Regions from separate parts of the Gossypium hirsutum genome. Here region 1 is linked to region 2. Evidence: chromatin contacts called from public Hi-C data. All regions are on one chromosome and are shown on one strand. The core of a region is the stretch at or near the end of the contact, and the rest is flanking DNA. Distances in the headings are between cores, read along the strand shown. Region 1 overlaps LOC107922105 (serine/threonine-protein kinase CTR1). Region 2 holds the start of LOC107922273 (polyadenylation and cleavage factor homolog 4).

Evidence for each region. A called contact is a pair of places that touch in the nucleus more often than the background predicts.
Region 1: a Hi-C map of hypocotyl shows a contact between it and region 2, with 5 times the contacts expected there. The contact joins the enhancer-like site here to the promoter of LOC107922273 in region 2. A contact is called at or near these places in 4 of 34 Hi-C or Micro-C datasets (callus, hypocotyl, leaf and 1 more).

Annotation. Positions count from the first base shown.
Region 1 is chrD04:38,393,224-38,397,641 of Gossypium_hirsutum_v2.1, reverse strand. LOC107922105 (serine/threonine-protein kinase CTR1) reads left to right here. Exons shown (of 16, transcript XM_016851950.2): 14 at 377-471; 15 at 554-758; 16 at 2,245-2,567. The coding sequence ends at 662. Among protein-coding and RNA genes, the nearest start is that of LOC107922105, 14 kb to the left of the region's middle. Within about 2 kb of position 2,836, at least 2 of the 9 cell types and tissues checked have an H3K27ac peak or open chromatin away from gene starts, as enhancers often do. A contact at or near this core is called in hypocotyl, where this site is marked.
Region 2 is chrD04:38,249,867-38,254,648 of Gossypium_hirsutum_v2.1, reverse strand. LOC107922273 (polyadenylation and cleavage factor homolog 4) reads left to right here and starts at 2,935. Exons shown (of 7, transcript XM_016852219.2): 1 at 2,935-3,787. The coding sequence starts at 3,398.

The DNA of each region.
Region 1 (4,418 bases), core at 1,587-4,086, 140 kb before region 2:
AGATATCTCATTTTGCTGACCATTTAGCTTTTATAAGTTTGGCAAGTAGCATCCTGGAATCTTTGTTAAAAGGAAATTTTTGGTTTTCCCTAACTTTATTGTTTCCTAGTTGGTTGGAATAAGAATAAGAAATTTCTTAGAAACAAACCAATTTTATTAGCACCATGAATGGTGTTGTAGAATGTGAGCTATAGATGGCATACTTGAATGTAAACTGAAAGATGTACTCTTGGATATCTTTATGCCTGAATGTCAAGTTTTGTGCCTCTGGAAACAGTATGAAGTTCATTGCAAAATGCTCGAAATTATCACGCGAAGATATCCTTCTGGAGGTAAATTTCTAACAATCACAAGTGAATGTGAAACTGCCTCGTAGGTTGTAGCAGCTGTTGGTTTCAGGGGAAAAAGGCTTGATATTCCACGTGATTTGAATCCTCAAGTGGCTGCCATAATTGAGGATTGCTGGGCCAAGTAAGTTTTTCATTCTTTTCTTACATGGTGCTTGTTAAGCAAATCTTCCTGTTATCCATACTAATTTTTTAATATAATGTAGTGAGCCTTGGAAGCGTCCTTCATTTTCAAATATCATGGAACGGTTGAAATCACTGATTAAACCTTCCACCCCTCAACAGGGGCATCCTGACATGCCACTGCTTGCCTGAATGGTTGGAACTCCCGCAAAGCCTCCATGCACATACTACATTATTCTTTGTAACATTATATGCTTCACAAGGGTACATGCTGATAAATAATTTAAGGTATGCTCTTCTGAGTGCGTCGCTTTCAAAATTACTAACATGACATGCTATACACTTTATGGTTCCTTTTGATAGTTGAATCTTGGTGGAATTCTCCTCGAGAAAGTTGTTTATGTTTTTTTTCATCTCTTTTCCTTGTGTCTTTGCTTGGTAGAGTGAAAAGAAAATTGAAAAGATGGAAATTTAAAGGAGTGGAAAAATAGAAAGATGGAAAATATATTTTTTCTTTCTATAGGTGTGCTCGGTAGGAAATATGAAAAAATGCAAAGGAAAAGTATTTTTTTTCCCTCCATTGCTTGGTAGAGTTGATTGAAAGTAAAGAAAATAAAACATTTAAAAAATGTATAATTTTGAACTAACTACACTTCTCTTCCATTTTCTGTCCTCTCATCAATTCAATTTGGAAGGATTGGTTTTTATGTATTATGATGGAAAATGATCACTCCTATTTTCTTTCATCTCACTTCTTTTCCCTACCAAGCACACTTCAAACTTATTTTCTTTCCACTTTTTCACTCTCTCCTCCCATCCTTCCACTTTTCCACCCAACCAAACACTCTTAGGCTTTGTTTGGTAGAGTGGAAAGAAAGATAGAAAACATAAATTTTCTTTCCATAGGTGTGCTTAGTAGGAAAGATGAAAAAATGGAAATTAAAGTAATTTTCTTTCCCCCATTGCTTGGTAGAGTTGAAACTTGAAAAGAAAATAAAAAGTTTGAAAAATGCATAATTTTGAACTAATATTCACTTCTCCCCATTTTCTCTTCTCTCATCATTTCAATTTGGAAGAATTGGTTTTTATGCATTATGATGAAAAATGATCACCCCTCCTATTTTCTTTCTTTTCACTTTTCTTCCCTACCAAGCATACTCTAAATTTATTTTCTTTCCACTTTTCCTCCCAACCAAGTACACCCTTAGGCTTTGTTTGGTAGAGTGGAAAGAAGGATAGAAAACATTATTGTTCTTTCCATAGGTGTGCTTGGTAGGAAAAATGGAAAGAAATTCCATTGTTTGGTAGAGTTGAAAAATGAAAGGAAAGAAAATAAAACATTTGAAAAAGGCATAATTTTCAACTATCATACCCCTCTTATTTTCTCTCCTCATTGGAATCATTAGTTTTTATGCATTAGGATGGAAAATGATCATCTCTTCTATTTCTTTCCTCTCATTTTTCATTCCTACCAAGTACATTCAAAATTTATTTTCTTTTCACTTTTCCATTTTCTCCTCCCATCCTTCCACTTTTCCACCCAACCAAACACACTTTTAAAGTTCTTTTGCAATCTGAAAAGCTAGAGGGTATGCATTTGGTCATACATCTGTCATGTTTGTTTTTATGTTGCTCATCAACCTGTGTGAAAATGCAAATGGACATGCATCTGCTGGTTGCAGATATGCATGTTCTCTTTCATTTTTTGTTAGAATTATTGTCTTAACTCCATTGTTTCGTTAACTGATACATGCATTCGGTTGATTCTTTGCAGGACAGTGTTGTAAATGTCTTTTTCTTTTTCCTCATATAGCCAATTGGGACCTCTGATTTTTAACATGGACTTAAAGTCGAAAGGGTTGTTGTCAATTCTGTATTTGGCAAAAGATGATTCAATTTTCAGGTGCAATTACGGGAAAAAGTTGTATTATATCTTCTTGTCTCGTAATTTTGTAAGTAAAGATTGTAACTGAAATTAGTTGAATGAGAAGCAGCATAACTGAGAACTTGAGGCTTGACAAAGGGGGAGTTTATGGGGTAGCATATGCCCACTTTTTGAGAGAATTATGTAACTACCATAACTGTTTGATTTTTTTTTTTTTGGTGTTTCCTTTGAAGTTGCAATTGTAGAAACTCTTAAATCATATGGTTAGGACTTAGGAGTATACTCATTCATAAGCTTATTTAAACTCACACACATACAGGAACATATAGTATACTCATTTATAAGCCTATTTACATACATAATCAATTTTAAAATTAAATTCATTAGGCTATAATTATTTTTTACCTTATTGGTAAGCTCCAATTCATGATTTTCACCATGAAAAAGTTAAAAGTGCAATACTAGTATGTACTACCATTGTATTTGTTCCGGTGGCAGGATCCAAAACGTAGCAAAGTTCGTATGAGCAAGATATGGATTCATAATTCACCCTCATATTCACGTGTAATAACAAATTCGTATATACGTTAACAAATTCAATTTTAAATTTTAATTCAAATTTATTTTGATTTTTAGTGATAAGGTCTATATTAGTAAGTCAACTTTGAAAAGTTAACGTAGTGCTAGTATGCACGACCACTCATTCACCACTAATAATACTATCAAATGAAAAATCAAATTCCTAAATAATAACTTTAATTATATCATGTTCGAATTTTAAAATAATAACATTATCGAATGTTTTCTCAAAATTATCTGTGGAGCACAAATTTTATCTGATATATTCAAACATAATAAAGTTATCTTATGTTCACAACGTCTATCTGAATCATTAGTATGGTTTTCATGTTTAGTGTAAAGTAAAAATTTGTAGGTTAAAATATGGTTTAAATCATTATACACTTTATACATTTGAAATTTAATCTCTTTAATTTATTTTTTAGAATTTAGTTCCTCTATTTTTTAAAATTAAAAATTCAAGTTTAGTTGTTATTGTAATTAAAATTCTTCAATTAAATTTAGGGTTCGTTTGTTTACATTAAAATATTTTACGAAAAATATTTTCTGCATTTTCTTATGTTTATTTCACAGAAAACTACTTGATTAATGAAAAATGACTTACAGGTCAATGTAAAGTAAGCCATTTTTCCTGTAAAATGATTTATCCTTTTAAAAAGAGTCATTTTCTGGAAAAGATCTCATCTATAGATGATTTTATTTTTATATAAAAATAAATTTAAATCAAGCTTAATATTATTATATTGATAATAAATTTTATTTTTATTTTTAAAATATTTAAAAATATTAAAATATTATATTTTTCAATATTATTAAAATACATATTTAATTATTTATATTTAGTCATATAATAAATTATTTAACATTTCAATTTTATTTTAATAATAAATTTTAAAAACAATAATTTTAAAATTTTAAATAATATTATTCACATATTATTGAAAATATTCAATATTAATATTTTAATAATAAATATTTATTACAATTATAAATATATTAATAATAAATATTTTGTAGTATAAAGGTTAAAATATTGCATAAGTCTATGTACACTTCACAGATTTGCAGTTTAGTCTTTGTAATTTTATTTTCAAGAATTTAGTCCATTTACTTTTCAAATTTAAAAATCAAGTCCAATTGTTGACATCGTTAAATTTTTTGTCAATTTTGTTGATGTCACATTTTTAAATAAAAAATACTCACTTGGTAGTCATGTAATTGTAATGAACATGAATTTAACATAATATTTTTAATATATGAAAAAACAATGTAAAAAATAAAATTACAGATAAAAATAAATTCAATTAAACAATGAAAAAATAAGAAAATATCAAATGTATGTTTGTTTCATTGAAAACAACTTTTATGAAATATTTTTAAGAAATCTACTAAATAATAAAAAATATTTTACACAGATTCATCCAAACACCAGAAAATATTAGCTTTTCCAGAAAAGTAAATCATTTTCCAGAATCATTTTTTGA
Region 2 (4,782 bases), core at 1,686-4,185:
TATTTAATTTTATGAATTTTTAATAATTTATTTAATAGAATTGGATGGATTGGTCGAACTAATCGTACCAGTCAAACTGATCGAATCAATCGAATTAATTGAACTGGTTGAACCAACAAACCGGTGGCATAATTATGGAAATTATAAATTAAAAGTCAAGGGTTTATAAATTAATTTTGTGGAAATTATATAAAATACATGAAGCTTCATCATTGTTTTCAATAATGGACTAAAGCAACCGATTAGACCAATTGGATTGAGATTCGATCTGGGTACCAGTCTGGAATAAGGGGACATATTGTTTGACTCATGAATCGGCCGAATTGATAGTCAAACCGATTTTATCTATTTTTATTTTTAATAATTTATTCAATCGAAACGATAGGATCAATTGAACCAGTGGATCTGAGAACCATTGGTCTGGTTGGTTCGCCTATCGGCCCAATTCTGAAAACCTTGAACTTCTTTGATGACATATTATAAGTAAAATTAATTATTTATTATTTGAGTTTTGAAGACAATGTGAAAAAAGAGAGAACAAAAAAAATTCTCATATTTTTTTAATCAATCTTGGATTTTGAAAATTCTAAATTTTAAAAAGAATTTTGAAATCCAAAAGTTAACTCTTATAAATTTGGACTTGGATTTGCTTTGGTTCAAACCAAACTTTTTATTTATTATCCAAATAAAGAATTTGATTTTTTAAATTAGAATCCAATTTTTTTTTACTTAAATCACGGAGAAACAAATTAAATCCAAACTATTATATCAATATGATAAGTAGTCATTAGATATTAAAAAATATTAAATAAAATTATTAGAAAAAAATACATTTTGTAAGGCTAAGGTAAATATTTTATATATCATATAATAATTAGTAAATGATACATTTTTATATCATATTAAGGTGCTAAGAGGCTCCACGTCTCAAGTACATAAGTTCAAGACTCTTCATACACAATTAAAATTTGTAAATTTTTGTGCCCTATTATGAACTATTATCATGTGTGTGTTTTAAATCAATTAATTAGTTTATAGTATGAATTATTCCATTTTTAGTCAATTTTTACTTTAATAATTTAATTCTACACCAACTGGATAGTCGGGAATGAATTTTATTATACTTTTACTTTATTAGTTCTAGCATTAGTTTTAAAATTTTTTTGACAAATTAATTATTCATATTAAATTTATTTTTACACTTAGTACAATATATAAAACAAATATAGGAATAAATTTCAAAATTATGCATAAACTATGGTTTAATGTGCAATTGCATATATGAACTTTGATTTTGTGTAATTTTATATATGAAATTTTGATTTGATCCAATTATTGTAAAGTATTAACACAATTATTGATATAACATCATTTTATGTTTATATATTGCATACATAAATAATTATATTGATCCAATATAAAAATAAATTAATGTATTTATTTCTTTAAATGTGTATAATTAAATCAAAATTAAAGTTTTAAGTATACATTTGAACCTAATTAAAGTTTTACATGCATAGTTACACCAAATTAAAATTTATATACAATTGTATGTTAAATAAAAATTTATATATAATTTTAAGTTTTATCCTAATAAATATACTATTGTGAGATCTAGGCCCTTTTACCCAAATAACCCAAAAAATATTATATTTACAAAAATAACCCAAGTTTAAAAACAATCACCAAAATAACCTAAAATAAACAGTACTCACTCTTTTTTTGCACCAATGACTGCCTAATCATTGTGTCAGACTTAAAAAAATTATTTTTTTGGGTTTTGGCCTGTCAATGATCGGAACCCATGTATTTTTTTTAAAATTGTATAATACTGATAGACGGATATACGAAAAAGAAAAAATTAAAAAAAAATTTTTGGGTGCTGACCTGTCAATGGCCGGCACCCAGTACACAGTACAAAATTTTTTTTATTTTTTTCGTGTCAGAATCAGATATAAAAATACGAAAAGAAATTAAAAAAATTTTTTTGGGTGCTGGCCTGTCAATGGCCGGCACCCAATACACAGTACTAAATTTTTTTTTTTATTTTTTTTGTGTCAGAATCAGATATAAAATTACGAATTTTTTTTTGGGTGCTGGCCTGTCAATGGCTGGCACCCAGTACACAGTACAAAAAAAATTTTTTTCTTTTATTTTTTTCGTGTCAGAATCAGATATAAAAATACGAAAAAAAATTAAAAAAAATTTTTTGGGTGCTGGCCTGTCAATGGTCGGCACCCTGTACACAATACAAAATTTTTTTATTTTTTTCGTGTCAGAATCAGATATAAAAATACGAAAAAAATAAAAAAAAAATTTTGGGTGCTGGCCTGTCAATGTCGGCACCCAGTACACAGTACAAAATTTTTTTTTCGTATTTTTATATCTGATTCTGACAAGAAAAAAAAATTGCACTCTGTACTGGGTGCCGGCCATTGACAAGCCAGCACCCAAAAAAATTTTTTTTTAATTTTTTTTCGTATTTTTATATCTGATTCTGACACGAAAAAAAAATAATTTTTTTTTTGTACTGTGTACTGGGTGCCGGCCATTGACAGGCCAGCACCCAAATTTTTTTTCTTTTTCGTATATCCGTATATCAGTATTATAAAATTTTTAAAAAAATACATGGGTTCCGGCCATTGACAGGCCAAAACCCAGCAAAATAATTTTTTTAAATCTGACACAATGATTAGGCAATCATTAGTGCAAAAAAAGAGTGAGTACTGTTTATTTTAAGTTATTTTAGTGATTATTTTTAAACTTAGGTTATTTTTGTAAATATAATATTTTTGGGTTATTTGGGTAAAAGTGCCTGAGATCTATTTACAAATAATTGTTGGGTCTGGGTTGATTTGTATTTATCCTTTACAGGGCCCAAAGATAAGCCGACCAAACAAGGCTATAAAATATAATATTTTCCGTTTCCCATTTCCCGTTTCAAATCTTAAACCCTCCCACTCACCTTCTGGACTGCCCTTTACATTATTGGACATCCACAGTCTCCATATTTACAATTAGCCTCTTTTAACCTTCCTCCTTCCTTAATCTCCACCCAGCCTCTGCCTCTTCTTTCAAATTCTTCTTTCTGAAAATATTTTCTCTGCCTTTTTTCTTTTTGATCGATATTCTTTGTTCCTTTACCTTTAGAAATTAGAAATAGAATTAGAATCGTTTCTTTCTTTTTTCTCTCTCTTTTTTTTGTATATGATAATCCATAGGGTTTTATTTTGTTCCCTTTCTTGTATAGGGTTTTGGATTTTTTAAAGTTTTTCGATTTAGGCTATTGTAACATTGTAATTTTCCCCCCTTTTGGTAAATTGATTTGCTAATTTGACTGTAAATGAGAATAATAGTGATTATCGATTTAGGAATTTAGGGTTTTCGATTTGCTTACATGGAGAATCCGCGTAGCTCATTTGATAGATCAAGAGAACCTGGTTTGAAAAAACCACGGTTAACTGAAGACCTCACTCCGAACCCTAATATCCGGCATTTTTCTCAACGAACGAACCCAGTTGGTCCCGCCTCTGGTTTGAGATTCCGGTCCAATGATTCCGACACCAATGATTTGACCCGTGGCGACGGTGGAGCTTACGAGCCACAACCAGTGTCACATCAGCAGCAACACCTCCAACAGCAAGAGTTAGTTAGCCAGTATAAGACGGCGTTAGCTGAGCTCACTTTTAACTCGAAACCAATTATTACTAACTTGACAATAATCGCTGGCGAGAATGTTCATGCCGCCAAGGCCGTTGCTGCTACTGTCTGCGCTAATATTCTTGAGGTGAACTCAGTTTTAGCTGTGCCTTATGCATTAAAGCTTTCTCTTTCTTTTTGAATTTGAATTGTACAGGAAAATGAATTGCAAGTTCTATACTGTGGAAAAAAAGAGGAAAAAGAATAATTTGGATTGTAAGTGTAAATTGGGATTAATGGATTCCTTTTAGTTTTGCTTTCATCAATAGGTTTGTTAAAATGTTTTGCACAGTTATTTCAAGTATAAAATCGGGTGATGAGAGTACAGTAATGTTGGTTAAGTGACAAATGCAGGAATGATATGTTGTGATGTGACTTCCTAGTCTATGCGGTTCCTGTCTAAGGCCATGTTGCCTGCAAATATCTTCTTTCATTGGATGTCTATGCTATTTTTTTCATGGATCTAATATGTTTCTGATCACCCCAGAATTTGTAAACAGCTGGCCAATGAATTATAGAGACTGTAAACATTACAGGCGTATGTTGAAATGGAATATAAAGAGAGTCCAAATATTATGAAACTTATATCTAATGAATTGTATTGGGTTAGGAATCTCATTAAGCTATTATATCCATTTGTCGGGGTTTTCTCACATCAATATCCTTACATGGCCACATCATTTCATTTTTCCTTCTCAAGTGAGTATAGTGCTTTCCTGCTTACATGTCATCATCTTTTGCTAGCAATTTTTGTTATTCTACTCAAATCACATTTTGTTTGGCAATATGAGTAAATAGAACTAGAAATGCTAACGTCATTTTGAATGCTTATGTTGAGCACCCTGTTGCTCCCAGCACTCATTGGTTTTCCATTAGCAAATCGTAAAATCTGCTTTCTAAGTCTACAAAGTATATAGTGGTGCCTCTGATGTTAATTGCTTGGATCTGAAAGAATGCTTTCTCTTTGATGGAGCCATTTATTAAGGCTGGAAGCTGGTAGAAAGTCATGAAAAACTGGGATAAGCTGAAATCATAAATAGATATGGTGAGGTCAGATTTTAGGGAAATGAAGTTAAACATCTA